Regions from separate parts of the Mus musculus genome. Here all the other regions are linked to region 2. The links are chromatin contacts, called in public promoter capture Hi-C maps. All regions are on one chromosome and are shown on one strand. The core of a region is the stretch at or near the end of the contact, and the rest is flanking DNA. Distances in the headings are between cores, read along the strand shown. Region 1 holds the start of Lonrf3 (LON peptidase N-terminal domain and ring finger 3). Region 2 holds the start of Rpl39 (ribosomal protein L39). Region 3 has its middle 47 kb from the start of Pgrmc1.

Region 1 (4,447 bases), core at 944-3,443, 760 kb before region 2:
ACCGGTGTCATGGTCCTTTCAAATGAATCTCTTCATGCCCTGCAGATTGTCCTTCTTTATAGGTATCAGAAGTGGTAGACATATAACTAGTTCTGGGAATTCCATTTGATAGCAGAGTAAACTAAGGAGTGAAATGATTGTCCCAGCTCCAGATAGCAAGCCACCAGAAACTGCAGCTTCTTCTCTACTGACTTTTCTCCACCTCCTCCATCTCCTGGTCAGTCTCCTGATGGGCTCCCTAGCTTCAGAATCATGATAGAGGATAGCCTTTGGAGCCCCGTGCTCCTCTGTAGCTGCTGCTGAATTCAGTCTTTAGCCCCAAGCATGCCCCACCTCCCCAAACCTGCCATGGAATATGGAATAGTTATTTGAGATTCAGTAGTTAACGCCTGAAATCTGGTTTTAGGATCAAGAATACTCAAGGTTAGGGCTGGAGGAAACTTTAGGACCCCAAGGATTTGTTCAGCAAAGCCAAAGCTAGACCAAGTTTTCCTGTGTTGTTTTCCTGCCTTCCTGATTGAATCCTGAGCCTTTCTTTTCTTGCTCTCTTTCTAGTCTATGAACTGCCTCCCTTCTCTACTCTGTCCCTCCGTGTCCTGTCTGACCGGGGGGGGGGGGGGCTGCCCTGAAGTGTGCTGCACATTGTCTATACTTATTCTCCAGGATCTTGGTGTTTGTTGGCTTAAGGCTGGATTAAGGACCTCAATGCTGGCAAAGAGTCTATCATTCCAGCTCTGAAACAAGACTTAATCCCAGCTAAAACCATCCCAGACATTTGTTTAGAAGTGAAAATAATAGGTTTAGATGATATTGCCCAAGACCCCCCAGCTAAATGACCACAGCAGGAGGCAACTTGGAGACACTCAGCTTGGAATCTTAATTTGAGCACTCTCCAGGACCTGTAGGCGCGGGAGGGAGGAGGAAGACAATTGAGAGCAAGCCTGACTGAACTCAGCCTTCCTTCTTGAAGCAGTCTATCCTGAAGTGGGGTACTCCAGAACCCTGCCGGTTCATTTTGTTCATGGCTCTTGTCTGAAATGCAAAGGCCAGCAGTAAACAAATCCTTGTGTAGTTTGTGAGCAGTCTGGCATTTTTTTAAGGGGTGCCTGGTTGGGAATTTCCCGCCCCACTCCTCAGCCCAAGCCAGGCACTACAACTTGTGTTCAACCTAGCGCAAGGGCACAAACCCTAAGGTTAGGCACGGCCTGCCAGAAGTCAGCTTCTGTGAACCTGGAGGCTGTTTAGCAGCTGGGCTGTGACTGAATTCTCTGATTTTTTTTTCTGGATTTGCTGTCTTGGGCTTGTATCTTCCCTCTGCTTCCCTCACGCTCCCCCCCCGCCCCCCCCCCCGAGTTTACAGCGAACTCAGCAAACTCAGCTCTCAAGGTGGTGCCCATCTGGTCTCTGGGTCCTGGAGCCAGTGAATCTCCAGGGGGGTGCCCGCTCCAGCACTGGTCCCTGAGTTGGGGGTGGGAGGGAAGAGGAGGAGAACCGGAGGGCGCCTCCCTGGGGTCCCAATGAGCAATCTAATATAGGATTATAAGATGTGCGTTCTTCCCTTGCTGCCCAGCACGGACTGCCTAACTTGTTTTATCCGCTGGACCATTTGCTCATGATTCGCTGTCTTGGTAAGAAACAAAGAACTCTCCTAAAACTGCACTAAGTCTCTTTTGGGGGAATCCCTCAGGAAACCCAGGAGCTTCAGCAGGGGCACTTAACGCTCTTCTAGGGAACAAATGAGGACTTCTTGGGTGTCCCTAGGTGCCTTTGCAGACATCAGCCATCGCCCCCTGGAGGGGAGCCTGGCATTCCAGCAACTTCTGTGACTGGAGCCGATAGGGACCGGCCTCTCTCGGGCGGGGGGACTCCAACAAGCGGCTGGCAGAGCGGACCTGTTTGCAGACTACTTTTGAGGTGGGATGGCAAAGAGTTTAGAGCTGGAAAAGCGTGGAAGAAGAGGTTGTGTACCTCTCCCCAGTCCAGAAAGGACCCAAAATCACAAGTGAGAAAGAAAGAGTAAATGCAAACAACCTCAAAAAACAAGCCAAGAAAAGCCAAGCCAAAAGAAGCAAGCGCAAAGCTGTTACAAAACTGTCTGGTTTTGTAACAATTTCCCCGCTGCCGGCCAATGAGCAGCGTGGTAGGAGTCACGTGGTTGCGTTTTATATAACGCTTCGCTGAGACAAGACAGTTATTAGGCAGCGCGGGGCAGCCGGCATGGAGCTCGGGAGGCGAGGCAGACTCGCGCGCGCGGCGATCCCGCCTTCTCGCTCGCGCAGCCCGCTCCCAGCCGCCGCTCTTTCCTGCTAGTTCCCTGTTCCTAGACGCCTCTCCTCACTCCAACCTCCGCAGTTCCTTCTCTCAATGGATTCCCTTCAGACCGCACAGATGGTGAGCTTGTCCGCCGAGCTCGGCAGCAACAACTTGGAGCTGGCGGAGCCGGAGGAGCCGGGGACATCAGCGGCCGCAGGGCAGTCAGCCGCCCACCCGGAGGAGGTGACACCCGAGGGCTCCCAAGCTCTCGGGGCTCAAGAGCCCGAGCAAAGCCTGCCTCTGGCGGTCCCGACACCGCTGGAGTGCAAAGTCCTGCTCACGCAGGCGGATGCCTTGGCATCTGAGGGGCACCTTCGGGAAGCCCTCGAGGTGTACCGACAGCTCTCCGAGAGGCAGCAGCTCGTAGCGGAGCAGCTGGAGCAGCTAGTGCGCTGCTTGGCCGACAGTGTCCCGCAAGAGGAGCTGGCCTCCGACTCGAGCGGCACTTCGAGCTGCTGCGCCGCGGCGCTGAAAGAGGCAGGGGAGGCCGCGGCCGTGGCCCCCGAGGTATGGGATGGCTTTAAGTGCAAGAAGTGTCACGGGTTTCTCTCAGACCCGGTGTCCCTGTGGTGCGGCCACACCTTTTGTAAACTGTGCCTGGAGCGCGGGCGAGCCGCCGATCGGCGCTGCGCTCTGTGCGGGGTCAAGCTCTCCGCTCTGATGGCGGCCAGTGGGAGGGCACGCGGGCCGCGGCGCGCGGGGCAGCCGGCGCCCCTGCAACTGCGAGTTAACGTGGTACTCAGCGGCCTCCTGGGCAAGTTGTTCCCGGGCCCCGCGCGGGCGTCGCAACTCCGGCACGAGGGCAACCGGCTGTTCCGCGAGCACCAGGTGGAGGCAGCTCTGCTCAAGTACAACGAGGCTGTTCGTCTAGGTGAGTCCCCCCCACCCCCCATGCGCCGCCACAGGGGCCGTGCGGGCTTGCTCGCCACGCGAGGGGGGCGGGGGAGCGATCCCTGCTGGGAGGCGGGGGCGGGGGGACGGACCGGACTGATTTGGTTTCGCGCGCGCGCGCGCGCGCGCGGGCTGGGGGGTGGGGTGGCGAGGGAAGAGCCCGTGGCCCACGAGGAGGAGGGAGGGGGCATTGCAAGGAGTTTGTCTTCCCTACTTTAGCTTTTTTTTAAAAGCTGTGTCTCAGTCTTCTGATTGGTCCTATAGCTTTTTTTTTCTTTTCTCGTGCTCTTTCCCTCTCTCCTGCTTGCTTTCCTGCTCCTATACCTCCTGGTTCCAGTTTCTTAGTTTATCCCGTTCGTCTCTTTTTTGCGCATTTTTTTTCTCAGTTTTGTCGCTGTTTCGGTCTTGCTCAGTGTCACTGTCTCTAGTTCACGGTCTTTCCTGGACACTTTGGAGCTCGCTCTTACACCTGCCGGTACCTCCCCTATCAGCAGAAGAACTTGGCACTATTTTCCAAACTCCCGCGCGGTCCTCCTGGCTTTTACCAACCGGAGGTGGCTTGCGGGCGCCTGAGTCCGTGGCTCCCGCCTCTGGGAGTTGTCCCTTCCGGGGCCGAGGCTCCCTGTGGGGTGGGTCCCGCCTGGAATTAGGTCAGGAGAGCACTGGTTGCATAAGGCCCTCGAGCCAGCCCGGGCCGGCGGCCCCTCCCCCGCGCGGGCGGGCGGGCAGGCAAGCGGGCGGGCGGGCGGGCGGGGATTGTGTAACGCTGAGGTAACTGAAGTGGGCCACGCTCGCCTCAGAAACCATCCCGCGAGCGTGTGCGGGGGGCGGAGGGGGGGGGGGCTCGCTCCCCGCTGCCCTGTGACTCATTGTCACCGTTTCCTATCACACGATTCCTTGGCTGAAATAGATGCACTTGCCCCGCCCCCTCCACCCGCTGCAGTTAGACAGCCAGTTCCCCGACATCGAACCCTTTGACCCCTCTAACCCAATGAATGGCAGGACTAGGCAACTGCTCGGGATCCCCCCCCCCCAAGGCAACAAGGGACTGATCACAAAGGGGCCATGCCTCTGTTTAACCTGCTCCAAGAGTTGCCCAAGAGAGTGGGCTTTGTAGCTTCAAGGGCAACCCGGGCAGTCCCACATCTCTGCTGGACTGGAGTACCAGAGTTTTCCCAGGGACCTGTTTGCACCTTCTGCCTCCTCCCACTCCAACCCAGGAAGTGGCCTTGGAACCACCAGC
Region 2 (4,396 bases), core at 799-3,298:
TAAGGTCCGCTGCCTAGTGCTTCAAAGCTTTCCTTAGCACTCTATGGGGGTGGGGGGGAACCAAAGTTTGAAAGTCTAGTCCTGACTGCAAGTAAAGTCTCTAAATACATGTACCATACCAGAAGACAGAAGATAGTAATTAACTCGAATGTAAGGCTAGAGTGGGTTGTTGATATCAAGCTTAAGTGGCTAAATTAAGAACAAGGAGGCTCACTTTTTGCCCCAGCAGAGCCACACCCAGATTTTTACTAATCCCAAAACTGGGCAATGCTTATCTTTAATCCCAGCATGTTGGGAAAAACCAATTCCCACCAACTGTCCTCTGACCACATGTGGGCCTGCATCCCCCACACCACAGAAAGAACTCAGAAAGGCGCTTCCCTTGCCTGGGGGAGACCCTGGGTTCGATCCCTTCCACCTCTCTCAAAGACCCAGCTGGTCCTGAGCTCAACTCTGGTTGCAGGAAAGAACACTCCTGCCAGAATAGTCAAATCCCTTGAAGCCTTCCTAGGGAAATTAGGAAGCATTTATAAAAGGTTTGTGGAGGGATTTCGGGGGCTAAGTAAGCTAGTCACTACCAAGGAGCCTCATGACCTGAGCTAGAGCCCCAAGACCCATTTGATGAATGGAGAAGTGTTTCCTCCCAGTTCTCAACCCCGTGCTCCCAACCCAAACAAAAGGAAAAACATTTCAAAAGGGAGTCCCCAGCACACTAATTGACTGGGGTGGACCGTACTTTGCAACTGTGTATCTCCATGCCCAAAGTTACTTAAAACATAACGATTTCCAAGCCGGACAAGAGAAGGCTTACCTGATTTTGTTACCAGTTTTCATCCGGATCCACTGAGGAATAGGGCGATTTTGCTTTTGTTTCTTGGCCAGGAATCGCTTGATTCGGAAAGTCTTGTGAGAAGACTACGAGGAGATGCAACCAGCTTAGTGACACCACAGCCTAGTCTCTTGATTCAGTCACAAATTCCAACAAACTAACATCAGGCCTGCAGAACATACACCCAGGAAAAGCTCCCCGACCTCGAACCACCAAGTCCTTTATCCTCATCACTTCTCTGGAGGAAGAGTTAATGGCTTAAACATGGCTCATAATCAGCACCAAGTTTCTAAGCCCAGGTCCTGTCTGACCTATAAACTGGCTGTCTGCTGGGCTCCAGCGATGAAACACGGAATAGCTGGAGTAGGAGAGGAAACGGACTTACTGGAACAAGGATGGCTTGAGGTTAGGCAAACCCTGGCCAGTTTTAAGTCAATGACACTAGGTACTGTACTCTGTAAGTCTTATCTACCTCCAAGTGACATTGCTGGCTAACCTAAGATTACGGAGCCCTAGACACTCCGTAGGCAAACACCATTACATAAAAAAATGCAACGAAGGCCAAGCGCACTCGTCCCCCTAGACCAGTTGGAGGTTTTATTTAACAAATTCAGATACTAAACCCACTTTGTACCTAGACGCCCATAAGCATAATCTTGCCAGTAGGCAATGACTGATGCGCTGTTAGCAGACGCCTCCAAGGAGTGACGCGCTAACTTCTGAAGGGATCTCAAAGTTCTGTTAACCCTTACTGTGGACATCTCGCTGTGCAAATGGCGATTCATGCTCTTCGATCAGGGACAATCTAAGAGTGGTCCCAAGCCTCTCGTTCTGCCCCCCCCCCATCATGAAGATCACCGTCAGCCCCAGGCTATATGAAACAAGAATACTTTGCACCCCTTGCCAGGCTGCAGGAAGAGCGTTCTCATCCTGCAAGGGTAAATGGACTTGATAATTTCATGCCGCGCCCACAGGCCGATAGGTGTCCCAGCTCCAAAAACGAACACTAAAACCCTGAAAAATACACCCAGCCCTCAATGCTGCGCATGTCTGCCACAAAGGCACAGCGGTCTGTGGCCTCAGGAAAGCCGCTGAGGGACGGATGGCGGCCGATAGTCTTACCATGGCGAGAAGCCGAATCAAGAATAGCGCGCACGATGGCGGAGGAATGGAGAAGAGAAAGGCCGGGACCGGAAGAACGCGATTAGAAGAAGTCGCTAGAGGCGGAGCTTAGGGGGGGATGGATGACTCGCAGCGTCCTCCCTAGCTCCACCCCTGCGCTCCCATGGGGCCGTGGGAACCCAAACCGGTTTATAGAGAACGTAATTCCGAGGCCTCCGCGTCCATGCCTGTTCCTGCAGGTGATCATCATTGTGCTGAGGGCCACAGCCTTGGTGGCCATGGTAGGTGGCCTTTGAGAAGTAACCAAGTAAACCCTTAGCAAACACCTGGAAACGGAGTAGGCGGGACCAACTCTGAGGAGGGCGGGAAAAGGCCTACATCACTTCCAGAGCTGCAACTCCCCCCGCTTCTGCGAGAGGGGCGGGGCTTAGGGTTGGCGATGCACCCTGGAAGGGAGGAAGATGGGGCTGCAGACATCTTTTAATGACTAACTTCACTATTATAGAGAATCCAAGTTCCATTCACAGCACCCATATCAGGCAGCTTACAACCCTCCAGCTCTAGGGGGTAACATGTCTCTGACTTCCAGGGGCACCTACACTTATGATTTACAGGTACACGTCCCCATGTAAACACACACGGACCCATTATCAATAGTACCTAAAAATACTTGATTAAAAGGGAGGCGGAGCTAGAGAGATGGCTCAGCGGTTACGAGCACCATCTGCTCTTCCCGAGGTCCTGAGTTCAGTTCCCAGCAACCACATGGTGGTTCACAACCATCTGTAGTGAATAACTACAGTGTGCTCATATAAATAAAATAAATATGTAAATCTTAAGAAAAAAAAAAGGCGCCGGAAAGTGGTGGTGCACGCCTTTAATCCCAGCACTTGGGAGGCAGACAGACCTCTGAGTTTGAGACCATCCTGGTTTACTCACACGAGTTCCAGGACAGCCAAAGATACACAGAGAAACTCTGTCTCCGGTGGGGTAAAAATCCCATATACCAGGGCCAGGGGAATCGTTAGTAGATAAAAGCACCAGTTACGCAATCCTGCCAACTTATAGTTCAAGTCCCAAAAAGTGAAGATACAGGGCGTGGTGGCCTACACTTTTAATCTTAGCACTTGAAGCAGAAGGATCAATATCTCTGAGCTCAAGGCCAGCCTAGTCTATATACTGAGCTTCCAGCCAGTCAGGATTACTACATATAGACCCTGTCGCTAAATAAATAAATAAATAAATAAGTACTCCTATGTATCTGCAACCCTAAGATTCCTACCGCACAATAGAAGGTGGAGACAGGAGAGAAAGTCCTGGAAGATTGAGGGCCAGCTAGCCTGGAGTATTTAACACAGCAACAGAAACAAGGCAAACCCTGTCTCAAAAAGGTGGAAGGTAAGAACTACTTCTCTTTGACATCTGCTCAACTGCTGTGTAAATAAAACAGAAAGTCAGGTATAGTTGTGTACCCCTATGAGGTCCCTATGAGGCAGACGCCAGAAGATCATAAATTGTGAGCTAGCCTAGGTTATATATTGAGACCTTACTTCTAAAAGGTAAACTATAGAAAGAGCACATCATAGAACAACAAGAAGCTGAAAACTAAAGATAATACCTGTGGATATCATAAAAAGTTAAAGATTCCTTTTATCAGTGCCAACTTATTCTCAGAACTACCTTGTGTATGTCGTTCCGGGGGAGGGGATGAGATTGTGATGTGAAAGGCTGAGGACCACGTGAGTCCCCAAGCAGCCTGCCTCTTCTTCCCTTCCTCACAGATACCTAACACACACTGCACTCAGCTCTGGACTTTCTCCTGATTTCCATAGCTTCACTTCTCCCAGCAGAGCAGCTAGTTCCTCATGGCTACAAGCAACCTGAGAGCTCCTGTGGTGGCCAGTGCTGTATGAGTGGTGCCCAGTGCCGCCGTAGGATCAGTGCTCAGTAAAGGATCAGACCCATGGCCATCCTGATTACTATGATGATGGCCCTACACCACCATTCCCAGTTTAGATTCTAAGCCTTTATTTTTTTTAATGTGCTTCTAGCTGGGCAGTGGTGGCGCATGCCTTTAATCCCAGCATTTGGGAGGCAGAGGCAGGCAGATTTCTGAGTTCAAGGCCAGCCTGGTCTACAGAGTAAGTTCCAGGAAAGCCAAGGCTGTTGAACTCAGAAATTCCAGAGGCTGAAGCAGGAAATCCTGTTATTCAAACAGCCAAGACTACAGAATGAGACTCTGTGTACATACATACCATACATACATACATACATACATACATCTCTATCTCTTTCTTTTTTATTTATTTATTTATTTATTTATTTATTTATTTATTTATTTGGTTTTTCGAGACAGGGTTTCTCTATATAGCCCTGGCTGTCCTGGAGCTCACTTTGTAGACCAGGCTGGCCTCGAACTCAGAAATCCGCCTGCCTCTGCCTCCC
Region 3 (4,403 bases), core at 1,233-3,732, 530 kb before region 2:
AGCCTCTGAGGGCAGCCCAGTCCCTGGGCTGGAAAATTCAGAGTTGGGGGCAGGGTATTCCAGGTAGGGACTGAGGGATGCTGGAAGAACCTGGAGGCCTCGTCTGCTTTGGTGTGTAAAATATGCACCTCAGCCCCTTGTCCTGGTCTGAAATGAAAAACTTTTTACCCTCCTGGTGGAAGGGCAACATAATGACCAGGTCTGATTTCGAAAAGAAGGCCATAGGCACCAGCTCCACGAATGGAACATAAAATCCAGAACAAGATCATACAACCCTCTCCCAAAGAACAGCCTGGGGGATAAGCACAGAAAATGGGGAAATATCTTATCCCTGGATAGGTCATCTGTGCTGGGCAGTCCTACCTCATCCCGTAGTTAAACATTCATGACATAGGAATGCAGATCACTGACCACCTGGCACAAGGCAATCAGAAGCCGACCCCTGTGACCTCCCCAGCACCTACCAATCAAATTTTAGTTTACCTAACCCACGCTCTAAATACAGAAGAACTAACATAGTAGCCAAAGTTATAAGAATGTATACAAATATATACTATAATATATACTAATTTTAGCCACTACCAATCACATTGGAGATTACCTAATCCTTCTAGAGAGTTCCCCTGGTTCCCTATAAGAAGGTCTGTGTGCCTTTGTCAGCCCCCTCCCCCATTTTGGAGAATGGTTCACACACACACACACACACACACACACACACACACACACACACCCCATGTGGATATTTCTGCAGAACAGAGGTTCTTTGTCTTTGCATACTGAGTCTGGGGTCTTCCTTCTGCGGTTTTCAGACCCTTACACTGGCCTCTTGGGCTCCTTTCCTCTCTTCCCTCCCTCCTCTCCTCACATGATCATCCTCAGTGTCATGTCCACTCTGGACTCTCAAACATCTCTGGGTCTCTGCTCTCTCTCTCTCTCTCTCTCTCTCTCTCTCTCTCTCTCTCTCTCTCTCATCTACAATAAAAAATGTTCTCCTCCACCATACCTAGTGTTAGCATTCTATCTAACCTCCACCCCACAGTTACCTGGCAACAGCCAGATAGGCCTGGCCACTATGAAAGGGGCTGTTTACCCCCTCCTCTCTCTCTCTTACTCCTGCTTCTCTCCCTTGCCTCTTGCCCTGTTGCTCCCTCTCTCCCCCCATTCCCTTCCCCCTCTCTCTACGTGGTCATGGCCGGCCTCTACTTCTCTACTCTCTCCCTCTCTCTGCCTTTCTCTGCCTCTACTACTCTCTTAATTTCCCTCCATGCCCAGAATAAACTCTATTCTATACTATACAGTCCTGTGGCTGGTCCCGCAGGGGGTAAGGGATGCCTCCGCATGGGCACGCCGAGAAATTCCCTTCTCCCATACCTCAACCACACCCCCACAGAACAAATCTTAATATTCCTTTATCTTTTTATAAACATATCACCTAGGAGCATTCATGGCTTGCCTTTCTCTCTTTCTTTCATTCTTTATATATTTACTTATTTTTATTTATTATTTAATCCATCTGGTGCCAAAACCCAGGATCAGTCATGCCCTTTCTTTTTTAATTTCTTTTTTTTTTTTCATTCAATGATTGCTCCTGCATATGGTGGAACAGAAGGTTTATTGTAGGTAAAAGGGCAGAGACATCTGGAAGAGTCCAGAGTGGACATGGACCCTGAACCATGTGAGGAGAGCAGAAGGGGACCGGGGAGCGGCAGGAGAGTAAAGGGTAGACTAAAGACCTAGGTAACCAAAATGGTTGCATTTTATATGGAAGGGCAGCCGGGAAAATGCAGTCCAGCTCCTGAACTGGAGAAGTTTAGGGTAGCCGGTGGGACACAGAAGCCAGGAGTGCCCTGGAACAAGTAGGGACTGAAGGATGCTGGGAGAACCTGGAACCAGGTCTGCTTTGATATATTAAATAGGCACCTCCAGTTAGTCCTCACAACAAAACATTACTCAGAAACATCTTGTGAGGCCTGGTAGGGGAAAAAGGATTTCTCACCTTGACTAATGAATATCCTCTCTCTTTTTAATTTTTAATTTTTATTTTTATGTAGCTGCCATGTGAGTGTGTGCTGGGAATTGAACTCAGGACCTCTGGAAGAGGAGCTAGAGTTCTTAACTGCTGAGCCATCTCTCTAGCCCTTATCTCTCCTTTTCTATCCCTTGCTCCTCACCATACCAGCAAAGCATGCAGCTAGACAGATGAGACCTGCCCAGGGCTCACAAAATAAATAAGCTCACGACCCAGTTGGGACCAGGCATTTCCCACATCAAATAGTGCCCAAAGAAGGAAGCTACGACATGCAGAATGTAGCCTTCTTCTATTCTGACCCGGAGCCTTTTTCCATAGCAAGGCCTCTCAAGTTCCTTCCACAGGAAAATGAAAGAGCTTAAGAGTCGAAAAACGGGTCCCTAGCACCTCCTAAAAGCTTTCCCCTTTCTGAGGCCTCTCACCAGCAGGCAAGAGGCTTTGACTGGGGAAGAAGGAAAGCAGCTGCAGAGAGGGCCTTGGACAGGCAGCTGTTTCACTCCCTCCCCTAATCCCTTATTCCCCAAATGAGGGAGCTGTTGCCAGAATAAAAAAAATAAAAAAAAAAAGGCTTGGCAGATTTGATGTGCTGCTTGAGACCGCTTCCTGCCCTCTCAACTCTGAAGGCTCAGCAACCTATTTAAAGACAGAGAAACCAGTTTGGGTTTGGGTATCTCCCTGGGCAAGCAATGCCTCTCAGGGGAAACTTCTCCCTCTCCGAAGCCTTCTCGGGCCTTGCTTCAAGGCTGTTTTTAGAGTAGCAGCAAGGAACAAGGAGGGAAATTAGTTGTTCTTGTGTATCCTGAAGGCTCAGAATGTCCTTGAACATTCCCCACAACCCGCCCCACCTCCACCCCCCTGAGACGGAAGAAAGCCAAATTCGGGTCTCCCTAGAAGGCAGCCCTCTGTGCCCCACTCCTAGCCCTGCTGGCTCACATGTCTCTCTTCTGCTGCCCCCACCAGAGCTCTGAGTTAAAATTGGAATGTGGAAATGAAAAGTGCGCTTGGAAGAGGAACACTAAAAGCCATTTGCTTGGATGTATTCATCATTTGCTGGATGCCAACTTGGAAAACAGAGCAGAGCTCTGAGGCCATGCCATGAAGGTTTGGATAGGGGTGGGACGATTGCATGAAGGCGCTTAAACACCCTGCCCTTAAAGTCAGGAAGTCACTGGGCTAGCCCTGAATAAATGAATGCCCTTTCTGTATTTAGCCCCAGGTTCCAGGGACCACAAATCCTCTTTGGTTTTGGTTTTGTTTTTTCCCTAGAGTGAGTGGATAGAGAGCTCCCAGGGAGGGCATGAGGCAAAACTGTTTGTTCAGGCAGGGGTGGGGAGGTGGTGGGGAGTGGGGGGATACATGGGGGTGCTGTTTCCAGTCAACGTATCGGATCTCTATGATCATATCACGCTTCACTCATTAGTCATTCCTTCACTAATAAGATTTATTTGCTGGCTCTCTTGTGCTGGACACTGGAGATACAGTAGTGCTGTTCTGGCTAGCAAAGAAGAAGAAGAAAAAAACCAAAGGGAAGGGGCAGGGGTCCTCCTTGTGGAAGAGGTTTAAGAAAGGTCTCTCATTCCCAAGATGTCACACTGTAAGACTTACTGCTCAAGAATCTACAGATGCTTTCCAGTACTGCTGCCAAACCGAAAGTCGGAACAGTGGCCTGGAAAAACTGCCAACATTTAGCAGACATACAAGACTCAAAAAACGGGTCCCTAGCACCTCCTAAAAGCTTTTCCCTTTCTGAGGCCTCTCACCAGCAGGCAAGGGGGTTTGACTGGAGAAGGAGGAAAGGGCCTGCAGAGAGGCCTCTTGGACAGGCAGCTGTTTCAGTGGAGGTCCCTAATCCCTATTCCCTAGCCCTCCATAAACTCCTCCCTGCCTTAAAGGCACAGTACTTTAGGACTACTCCGCTCGACTTTTTTTTTTTTTTTTTTTCTGAGCAATTACAAAACATAGACTGTTTTAGGCGGGGCTAGAGATTCAAGAGTGAACTCCACAGCCACAGCCACAGCCTCTTAGGGAGCTCACACTCTAGTCAATTAATGAGAAGACAATTAATCAATCGCATGAACAATTAATTAATTACAATTATAATAATCAATTTGAAACAACCCCTCCCCCAAAAAAGAAAGAGACCAAGTTATACATAAGATGACATTTATAAAACTCAGGATTTAAGACAAGTGGTGTTTAGCGTGGTGGTGCTTCCACAGAGAGTACAGGGCCTGAGTTCAGTCCCCAGCATCAGGGGGAGAAAGAGGAAACGATATTACAGAACCATCAAACAAAGAAACTAAAACTGATGCTTAAAGAGTGAGCAGGATGTGTCATGGAGAGATGGCTCAGCAGATAAGAGCACTAAGTGCTC

The links. Promoter capture Hi-C pulls out the DNA fragments that hold promoters and counts their contacts. Capture Hi-C pulls out chosen DNA fragments and counts their contacts.
Region 1: a promoter capture Hi-C map of adipose tissue shows a contact between it and region 2, with 3 times the contacts expected there. The contact joins the promoter of Lonrf3 here to the promoter of Rpl39 in region 2. A contact is called at or near these places in 1 of 39 promoter capture datasets (liver) and 1 of 9 other capture datasets (adipose tissue).
Region 3: a promoter capture Hi-C map of 3T3-L1-derived adipocytes shows a contact between it and region 2, with 6 times the contacts expected there. The contact joins the enhancer-like site here to the promoter of Rpl39 in region 2. A contact is called at or near these places in 6 of 39 promoter capture datasets (the 3T3-L1 cell line, 3T3-L1-derived adipocytes, the HPC-7 cell line and 3 more).

What each region holds. Positions count from the first base shown.
Region 1 is chrX:36,326,216-36,330,662 of GRCm38.p6, forward strand. It overlaps Lonrf3 (LON peptidase N-terminal domain and ring finger 3), which reads left to right and starts at 2,194. Exons shown (of 11, transcript NM_028894.1): 1 at 2,194-3,184. The coding sequence starts at 2,365.
Region 2 is chrX:37,083,174-37,087,569 of GRCm38.p6, forward strand. Rpl39 (ribosomal protein L39) reads right to left here and starts at 2,049. Exons shown (of 3, transcript NM_026055.2): 1 at 1,952-2,049; 2 at 812-915. The coding sequence starts at 1,954.
Region 3 is chrX:36,548,614-36,553,016 of GRCm38.p6, forward strand. No RefSeq gene overlaps it. Among named protein-coding and RNA genes, the nearest start is that of Pgrmc1, 47 kb to the right of the region's middle. Within about 2 kb of position 2,483, at least 113 of the 459 cell types and tissues checked have an H3K27ac peak or open chromatin away from gene starts, as enhancers often do.